Linked DNA regions of Mus musculus: region 2 is linked to region 1. The links are chromatin contacts, called in public HiChIP or PLAC-seq maps. All regions are on one chromosome and are shown on one strand. The core of a region is the stretch at or near the end of the contact, and the rest is flanking DNA. Distances in the headings are between cores, read along the strand shown. Region 1 overlaps Gm31983 (a long non-coding RNA gene). Region 2 has its middle 58 kb from the start of Gm45572.

What was found. HiChIP or PLAC-seq counts read pairs in DNA pulled down with a chosen protein or histone mark.
Region 2: a contact with region 1 is called in an H3K27ac HiChIP or PLAC-seq map of acute myeloid leukemia, with 2.8 times the contacts expected there. The contact joins two enhancer-like sites. A contact is called at or near these places in 1 of 115 datasets of contacts at active chromatin or transcription factors (acute myeloid leukemia) and 1 of 9 other capture datasets (embryonic tail).

Annotation. Positions count from the first base shown.
Region 1 is chr8:26,463,209-26,468,107 of GRCm38.p6, forward strand. The region is part of intron 1 of Gm31983 (a long non-coding RNA gene); the gene reads right to left. Among named protein-coding and RNA genes, the nearest start is that of Gm31983, 2.9 kb to the right of the region's middle. Within about 2 kb of position 2,298, at least 1 of the 459 cell types and tissues checked has an H3K27ac peak or open chromatin away from gene starts, as enhancers often do. A contact at or near this core is called in acute myeloid leukemia, where this site is marked.
Region 2 is chr8:26,906,131-26,911,029 of GRCm38.p6, forward strand. No RefSeq gene overlaps it. Among named protein-coding and RNA genes, the nearest start is that of Gm45572, 58 kb to the right of the region's middle. Within about 2 kb of position 1,866, at least 27 of the 459 cell types and tissues checked have an H3K27ac peak or open chromatin away from gene starts, as enhancers often do. A contact at or near this core is called in acute myeloid leukemia, where this site is marked.

The sequences.
Region 1 (4,899 bases), core at 1,048-3,547:
CCTTTGACACCTGTGGAGAAAAGCAGGAGTGCTGAGAGACTAAATGTCTTCATGGGGCCCGGAAGTGAGTCAGGAAGCTGGAGAGGAGTGACTTTGAAGCTAAGGCAGCAGCAAGTTCTAAGGGTACAGGTGTCAAAAAGAGATCACTCATCTACAGCAGAGGACTGGACTCAGCAAAGGATAAGGCCAGCTTTGGTGACCTGTGGTATTGCAGCGTCTCAGCAGAGTCCAAATGCTCCCTTGAAAGAAGGGAGAGGACACCGTACTTTGCACAAGGTGATCATGTTGACCCGGGCTTGGAATAATAACTGAACACAGGAGAAGAAGGCAGCAGCGGCAGCTGCGTGTGTCACCAGACGGAGTGTTGAAGAAGTGTCAAATGCACTTTTTGTTTTGAACTTTTGAGTCAGTGTGCATTGACCACCGTGTGCTACTGTGAGCTTGTCTCACTAGATACACAGGGCAGTTGGAGGGAAAGTGTAGGAGAAAAACCACAGGTCCTGTGGCCATACATTCCAGAACACCCACCATTTTGTAACTGGCACCTCACTGTTCTCAATTATTAAACACTGAGACACCTCAGATTTTCCGTGGGGAGTCCCCATTCAGTCTTCAATAGCAGTATCTTTTTCATTTCAGTGTATTAATAAGATTGAGGAAGAAAGTTTGATCTTTGTTCTCAAGTTCCTATTCCCAGGCCCAAGATTCTGAGAAGTTGCCAAGTGGTGCAACCAACATCCCAAGGCTGTTTAATGAAAGAAGACAAGACAAGGCTCCTGATGCTGCAGTAGGAGGGGCCAATGACCTAAGATGCCAAGACACAGGAAAAGGGAAAGCAGGTGAGGGAGAGAGCCAATTAGCATAGTTAGGGAGAGTATTGAAAAACCAAGTGTTTACCCATTAGTCACACAACTGTCGGGCCCTCAAGATGCTAACTAGTTATGTGTCTGATAATATGCACTGTGCCAAAAGGAGGGTCCTGGACAATTAAAAGCTGGGAAACACGGGGTTAAACAGAGTAGAATAATTTCTAATGTCACACGCTGTTAATAGATTTTGTTATAGATCCACGAGGCAAATAACACAGCATTTTCCAAAATCATTTGCTCATTGAACCCTCCTATATATTGATTATGGTTTAGACTATGCAAACCACAAATATACCCATGAGAGTCAGGTAGTATGGAACACTCAACTTATTCAAGTGTAGGCATAATACCTACCCAGAGACCCAGAAATGCTTAAGACCACAGACACTAGAAATTGTTGGGTTTCAGAACCCAGTCAAATGGTTGAGGTGCCTATCAACAACATATTAAGGGGGTTACTCTCCAACTCTCCCGTCATCCTTCAATACCCGTGGCTCCTCCCAGCTCTCCCAGCCTCCCTCAGTACCTGTGGCTCCTCCCAGCACCTCCTGATCTGGCCTCCACTCTAAACCTCTTACTCTTAGAGGCTGCTTCCCTTCCCTCACCGTGACCCCATGCAATCCAGCCATTTTGTTAAGGGCTTCTCTTGCTCTCCTCATCTCCTCTTATGGTCCGGTTTAGTCTGCCTCCATTTTCAGTCTGGACTCTTTCCTCTGACATCTTCCAAATCCCTTATATACACAATAAAAAATTCTCCAAAGTTTAGGAGTAGTCATGTCCTTCTCCTTTTCTTTCTTTTCTTTTCTTTTTTCATTCAGGAACATAATCCAGGAAGACCTGGACAGATGCTCGGCCATCATACCACAGGAGGCTCTTCACATGGGTCAAGTGGATTAAGATTCAGATTCCAACCCTCTGTCTTTAGTTTGTTACTTCTTCAGTGGAAAGACTGGTCTTAATTCAGCTAATTAATCACTAAGCTAATTAGTGCATTAAAAATCTGCTTTTCTCTCGTTTGTTAGAGGGAGAAAATAGAATCCATTTATAGAGCGTTGTTGTGCCTGTTTTAATTAGGAGGCAAGGTGACTTGGCAGTAATAAGATCTGAGGTTGCAATTTCTAAGCTTTGACTTTTTACTATCAAACCTCAAATAGTCACTTTGAAATTATATGGTTTTCATTTCCAAAGTTACAATCCTGTGGTCACTAACACCTTCTAGAAATGACAGGTTTTCACAGGCTGTGTTGAGCGTCACATATGTAATTTGTTCTAGATTCTTCATCTTCTGAATTTATGAAACTCACTAATCCAGCCCCTCTTAAAGATCTAGTCATAAAAACAGACACAGTGCTTCCTCTGAAGACACAGGGCCAGCGGTGGAAAGAAGAAAGCAATTGCTTTCTGGGTTTTCCTTGAAAAGGACGTGACAGTTATGCAAAGAAGGGTTTTTAATATTCATCAAAGGCCTTGGAACCCTGAGTCCCATTCCACAATGTCTAGAAGATTTATGGAACTGAAAGTTCTTGCTCAAGTTTCCTGGAAGCCTTTGTTCTGGGAAACCTAGAGAAAAGGAGATAGCAAAGCCCACACAACATCCTTTGGTTCTTAAAGGGTGTGGATGTCAGTTGGTAGGCAGGTATTTTATAGAAATCACCTATGGTGGTGGTGGTGGTGGGGGCTGCTGCTAACATTTTAAATGACTACACCATTCCTTCCAAGTTTTTGTTTGTTTGTTTGTTTTAAGTAAGACTGTCTAGAAAATGTACAGTAGACAGATGAAGTCTCTAGGTTACTATCACCATTTTTAGGTCAACTGGAATAAATTGTGTTCATCAAAAATTGCTAAATTTCTATTATCATGTATTAATTATATAAAGTAAGAGATTTCTTGTGTTATTTCCATGTATGTGTGCAATGTACTTGGATCTCCCAGCATTCTCTGTATCCCACCCCTATCCCTTTTCCTTTCCAAACCTGAGTCCCTTCCAACCCTTTTACTTCTGTGTTCTTTCCTTTTCTCTTCCTACTTTGAATATAATATAGGACAGAAAACATGTGACCCTTGCCTTTGTGAGACTAATGTATTTCACTTAACAAAGGCTTTAGCCAGAAGCATTCTTCTTCTTTACCATATTTTTGAACATATGATATGACCTCAAACTGGACAATCGCAGGTATGCACTCCCATCTGCGATTATGACAGTGATAGCCTTCCCGAGTGAGGACCAGTTCTTTGTCTGTCCAGGAGACTCTGTTTTGGGATTTAGCTGTGGTGTCATCAGTTGGTGGACCAAGCCTTTTCTGCTTTACTGATTGTTCTTACTGGCTTCATGATCACTGGCTCAGGAAGCACATGGCATTGACTGAAATGTCTGTCAGTAAATTTCATGTTTGGTGACATTTCCTTTTTTCCACCAAGACCAACTGAGGCTAGAAAGTACTAAACTACTTCCAAGCCACCCATTGGCAGCAAAAACGTTTGAAAATGGCATATAAATAGCATTCCACTGAAAAAAGATTTCTGAAGAGGTCCAGGCACATTTAGTGGGTATACTTACATGCTAGATCTGTCCCAGTCACAGGAAAGGGAGGTTATGAGACATCAGATATATGGAGGCTACAGGGACTACTGGGGACTTGCTGTCCAGGACCCTGCAGTTCTTATATTCTAGCAGACAGGATAGAACTCAGCCTGAAGAATAGCAGGGGCGTCACACAAAGCTATGGAGAAGCAAATGCTCAGCGGTGGCAGTGGGGAAGGAGGCAGGAGGCAGGGGGGAGGGGGCAGGAGGCAGGGGGAGGGGGCAGAGAGGAGGGGGCAGGAGGCAGGGGGTGGGGGAGGGGGCAGTGGGGCAGTGGGCAGGAGGCAGGAGGCAGGGGGAGGGGGCAGGAGGCAGTGGGCAGGAGGCAGGAGGCAGTGGGGCAGGGTGCAGAGGGCAGTGGGCAGGAGGCAGGGGGTGGGGCAGGGGGCAGTGGGGGAGTGGGCAGGAGGCAGGGGTGGGGGAGGGGGCAGTGGGCAGGAGGCAGGGGGAGGGAACAGGAGGCAGTGGGGCAAGGGGCAGTGGGCAGGAGGCAGGGGGCAGGAGGCAGGAGGCAGGGGGCAGGGGGCAGGAGGCAGGGGGCAGTGGGCAGTGGGCAGTGGGCAGGAGACAGGAGGCAGGAAATGCATGGAGGACGTTTGTGGAAGGCCAAACATGGAGAATGAGGAGCAGGGTATTCCTGGGTGAAAAGGGTCTGAGGTAATCTGCCCCTGCTGCTTTGGGAAGAAATGCCACAGAAAACCTTGTCAACACTCAGTCATTCATACAAGATTGACAGGAAGGATTGCAATCTCCGAGTTCCTGAGGAAAAATACCCATGGGCCTGTTCAGCATGGTTGAAGGGATGTCAAACAGTCTGGAAACCTCTGCTAGTCCCACTGTGTAGTTACATTTTATGTGCCAGGCAGCTCTCCTCAGGGACCAGAAACCAAGGGTAGAGAAGGGTTATGAGGAGCAAGGAAGGGGCCCTAGGAACAAAGAATAGACCTCAGGGTAAGGAAACGTGTTTCCGGGACAGGGAAGAGATCTGTGGATAAAGGAAGGTATCCCAGGGTGCAGAGGAAGGATCCCAGAAGCAGGGGAGGTGTCCTGACAGCAAGGAAGGGGTCCCAGGAGCAGAGGAGGAGTTCTAGGAGCAAGGAAGGGTTCCTGCAGTAGGGAAGGGCCCTGGGGGCAGGGAACACGTCCAAGGAATAGAGTATGGGTCTTAGAGTTGGGAGGAGGCCCTAGGAATAAGGAGGGAGTCTTAGAAGTAGGGAAAGGTTCCCAGGATGAGGGAGGAAAGGAGTCCTAGGAGCTAAGAAGGGGGTCCCAACAATAGGAATGATGGTCTAGGAACAGGGAAAGAATCTCAGGGGAACATGGAAACATCCCAGGGACGGGTAGGGTCTTGAGACTCCTGGGCAGGCTATCACTGGGACTTCTGTCCATCTTGTAATACACAAGAGATAGTGAGACTCTACTTTTTACTATTATGGACAAGACAGTAT
Region 2 (4,899 bases), core at 616-3,115, 440 kb after region 1:
CATTTGATATCAAAACCTCAGCCATAACCCCTATTCTTGGCAAGACTGACCAAATACGCCTCCTCCTCACAGTTAAAAAAAAAAGACAAGATTGATATTCAAGACATTTTTAAGCCATGAACTAACCTTAATGTCTTGACAGCTCTCTAGCGGGCATTAGCCAAACTCAACACTTGGTTCTTTGGCCTTGCCTGTATAAGTCACTCTCAGAGAAACACCTCATCCAGAAGGCACTAACTCATCATGGCAGCCCCCCCTTCTACCAGCCTTCCAGACAGCCTCTGTGATGCTGACCTCATGTCTAACAATACAGCCTTGGCAGGAAGATGCGCAGGAACTCCTGGCCCATTGTTGCTGTGATGATTTATGGAGCTCAACTCTGGACAAAAAATTAAGATGTTGCAAAACCATATCCCATCCAGAGGACAAAGCCATCCCACTGGGCCGTGCGCAACTCTGGAGACTGTGGGTGACTGTGTTGTAGAAAGCCTAACATCACAGGACTGTGAAATTGAAAGGGACTTTAAAGTTCTACTTCTAAGGCAGGAGACCAATAAAGACTGTACTGCGAAAGCACTTTACACGGTGCCAGGTCTGTTCTCAATTCTCAATTGATCTTCCCGAAACCGTTTCAGGTAAGATGTAATTATAAACTCTCTTTGAGGGGCAAGGAAATCAGAACTCAGGCAATTTGTAAAGTTCCTAAATGGTGACCTCCCATAATTAGTCCCAGGTTGGTTGAGTCCAAATTCCAATCTTTTTCTAGACCACACTGTATACCAAAGTATAGCTCTAGAAGGATACCTGAAGATCATAGTCACTTCTTATCCAGAAGCCTTAGTGTCAAGACAAGTAGAGCTCTGAAAAAAAACCCAAATAAAGAATATGAGACCTCTAGAGCTGAGCTGGTCCCCCCACTGAGTGTCCCTGGCGTTTATAGAAGTATACTGTATTTGCAGGGCACTCTCTTCAAGTTTATAAAGTTTTTACCACTTCCAGTGATTTGTCTGGTGTGGCTGTGGCCTGTGTCTGGATCAAAAGACAAAGCTGCAAAGTGGATGGAGAGCATGCAGAACAAACGTAAAGATAGCAGCCTTGGCATCTTCTACCCCTTCTCTCCCCGTTGCCTACGCTGCCTTCTGGGTACCGAGGCTTCAGCTGACAAAGCAGCCGCATTCCTGCTCTAGCTCCTGGGGAGCCATGCAGCACAGCAACTGAAAGGTAAGTCATGGAGTGGGGGCAAAGAGCCCGGGAAACTCACAAAGGTTCCATCTTCTCCTCTAAGCATCTTGATGCCTCTGCTGCATGCCTGCCAGCAAGAGAACCTCTGGAAAGAGCCTCAAATGATAGTTTATAGTTCCTGAGCCTCCCCCAGAAAATCCTCTGCCCAGTTCTTCTCAGCAGAGGAAGTAGAGCCATGTGGGACTCAGTAAGAGGCACCCTTATTTCCCTTCACCACCCCTCCTAGAGAGGCGGGTCCATCAAACTTAAGAGGTTGGCACCGCACCGTGTATAGATTGCATGTGGCATGCACTGATTTAAGGACACGTTTGCTTTGTGACAGCAAGCTGTCTTATTATAGTGAGCCCCAACCAAGCAGCAAGAAGGAAGTAGGCCTCTTCTGTCTACACAGGAGAGGAAGTCTAACTGCTATAAAGATCTTCTTGTCTCAGGAATGAGCACTTCCTCCCTGTGCTCTGACTGCTCCATAACAAATTATCTTCTTTGAGCAAATGGAAACAAGCAAAGGTTTAAATCCTGCTTCTGCCTGGCTGTCCAGAAGTAGGCCCAACTTGGTAAACATGGCCCGCTGGCTGCAGGCACTTATAGGCCCAAAGCCAAACTCCAAGTAGCCACTTGTTATCCTTTCCTCTTGGAGTTTTCCAAAGCTCTATAGATTGCACCCAGAGGCTCTGCTCTTTCTGAAGGTCACACGAGCTCACACAACAGCCCTGGGTATGTGTGGGCTTAACAGAAAGGATGCAACTAAATCAATGTGTCTGCCTGCTGTCATGGCGAAGAGAGCTGAGCCAGGCTGGTTTGGGAAGGGATAGATCCACAGACATCAGGCGCTGCCCTGTACAAGTTGTTCCCTCGTCTGAGGGGATGATTCACCTGCCTGTTGCTGCCTCCGTGATCCAGAAGAAAGATATGATCCAGGCCTGGAAAAGCGATGTCTGAGCCCTGCACCAAACAGCAGACATCCGTCAAGCTGTACACATTGACATTTATTGACTGTCTGTAGACAGAGGCTGCACCGGGAGCTCTGAGGGACTGCTGAAGATCTGGCTCAAAGGAAGGAACAGCAATAGACTCTTGCCTCTCCAGGGCACACTTTCAAACCTGAGGCCCTGTACAAAGGGTTGGCCTAGCCTAACCAGGCCAGCTGCACACAATCACACCTGGCATCTAATAAACATATAATATACTCAAGGACGGGGTCCTTTTGTTTGATGGTTTGCAACCAGACAAGTAACACTCCTATACTGGGCCAATTCAGAAAGAAGTGTTTGTGCTGTTCTGCCACCTGGGAGATTCTAGTGGCCTCTAAAATACAGGCACCAGGCGCGTTGGGCCTCTTAACAATGTAGAAAACAATCACACACGAAATATTCTTCTACTCCCAAAAAGTATAGACAAGTCATCCCTTGCTCGGCCTTGGTTCTCAGCTTGTAATCGTCTTTCACCCTGTGAATACATTTCACACTTTCGTGGCAACATTCAGTCTGGAGGATGTGTTAGCATACACTGTGTTAGCTGAAGTGAGAACATGTGACCCAGGGGTCCCAGGCGTGGCCCTCAGATGTTAAAATCCTGCCTGGGTGGCCAATAATTTGTCCTTTCCCCCGTGGAGTTGTTCCGAGAATTCAATAAGGTTATGTATATTCAGCCCTGGGCTAAGTATGCACACGTAGTTTTTACTGTTGGAGAAATGTGTGCCCAGGAATTTGGCTTTTTTTTTTTTCAGTTGCCAACACAGTACAGTAAGGATGAAGTAAAGACTAGAATCTACAAAATTGGGCTTCATGACTGTAGTGTTGATTGTGTTGGTTGGTGGCACAGCATACGTTTAGCATGCCGGAGACCCTGGGTTCAATAGCCTACTTCATACATACCACTCAAAACAAACAAATCTGCTTCATCCCCAAGTCTGTTTTTGCCCGTGGGATCACAGACCCATCAGATTCCTTCTCTCCATCCCATCCTTTTACACTTAGGAGCAACAGCGATCCCCTTTTCAGAGGCTCGTGAGGACTGACCACAAATAGAACGGCTGAAGTATAACCACTGTCATGGTGCTAATAAAGAAGCCAGCACATCTGGCTAGACAGGACCTTCTGAAATACGATAGCTCATCTGAATGTTTCTGCTTCCCCTTCAGCTACAATGACATCATTTCCTCTGTGATTAAAAGGACCAATGCAATAACATCAAGAGTTGTCCAATCTCACTAATAATTAAGGCTGCATATGAAAATAGCAGGAGACTAGTATTCATAGAATATTGGCAACCATTCAAAAGGGAGGTGATGTCCAGTGTTAGTGAGGGAAATGGGCTTTCTCAAATACACAGTGGGTAGGAATATTGATATAATATTTCTAGAAGGCAATGCAGCAAGATGTACCCGAAAGTACACACCCACATCCACCCACCCATACACACACACACACACACACACACACACATATGCACCCACAAATCTCACCATAGTTTTAATTCAAAGTTGTAACAAAGATTTTATTTTAAATTTTTCACATGCTTTGTTGTCTCTTTAGCTGAATTTGAACACTTAGCCTCTTGACATCCAGGTAGAACGTGGGGTGTGTGCGGGTGCATGCGCGTGTATTGACCAGAAGGCTATCTGGGTAAAAAACCCTTGCTGCTTTTGCAGAGAACCTGGGTTTGGTTCCCAGCACCTATATGACATCTGATAACTCTAAGACTCCAGGTTTAAGAACCCAATGCCCTACACTGGCCTCCATGGGCATTGAACAGCAGGGGGTGTGGATATGTAGTACATGGATGCAGACAAACACTCACACACATGAAATCTCTTAAAAATATGTTAAAGTGTATATGTGTATGTGTAGACTCTGTTGCCCACTTGTGCCATGGAGAGATAGTCACATACAACCAAGGTACCAATGAAATGGAGCAAGAAAACAAGTCTCACATTTCTGGTTCCCGTCTTTTAAGCTCTTTCAGGCCTGAGTTAAGGCTCATTGGTCACAGATGCCACACAGTGTGATCCGGCCATTCTGGCCTCAGTTCCAAGTTTTCTAATTTGAAGGTGGCAAGTTGACATCTTCCTTCTTCCTCTTTCTCCAGTATGCTTCTCAGATGGGTCTATTTCTCCAAGGAGTTCTGACATAAAGAGAATTAAACATCTGAAAATTAAAAACCGTTCTGAAGGGTTGTTTTCTCTAATGTCACAAATGTTATTACAACAAACAATACTGTAAAAATGAGATTTAATGTCATAATCTAATCTAGTTTTTATCTTGTTATGGTTTTGGGACTACACAGTATGTTTAGTTCCTAAACAGGATATAAAGATGGAGCGCTTTTCTGTCAGTTTGTCAGGCTGACATTTTCTACCATCACACACATTACAGTCAACTTTCCTTCTGTCTATTTAACTGTTTGAATGTCTACAGTAAATTTTGAACCTAAAATAACCACTCTTCACTGCCATGGTTACGGCAAGCCTTCAGTCTTACCATCACAGATGCACATTTTAACATCAGCTGACTGGTGGAATGTCAGCAAAGACAGCGCAGAAGACATCCTCTCTCCAAGCTCCACCCGGAAGCCCCATCTCTACTTCAAAGTTTATGCTTAGCTATTAATAAAACTGCCTTCCATGCCTCACTCAGAACATGTGTGTCTTATGACTAC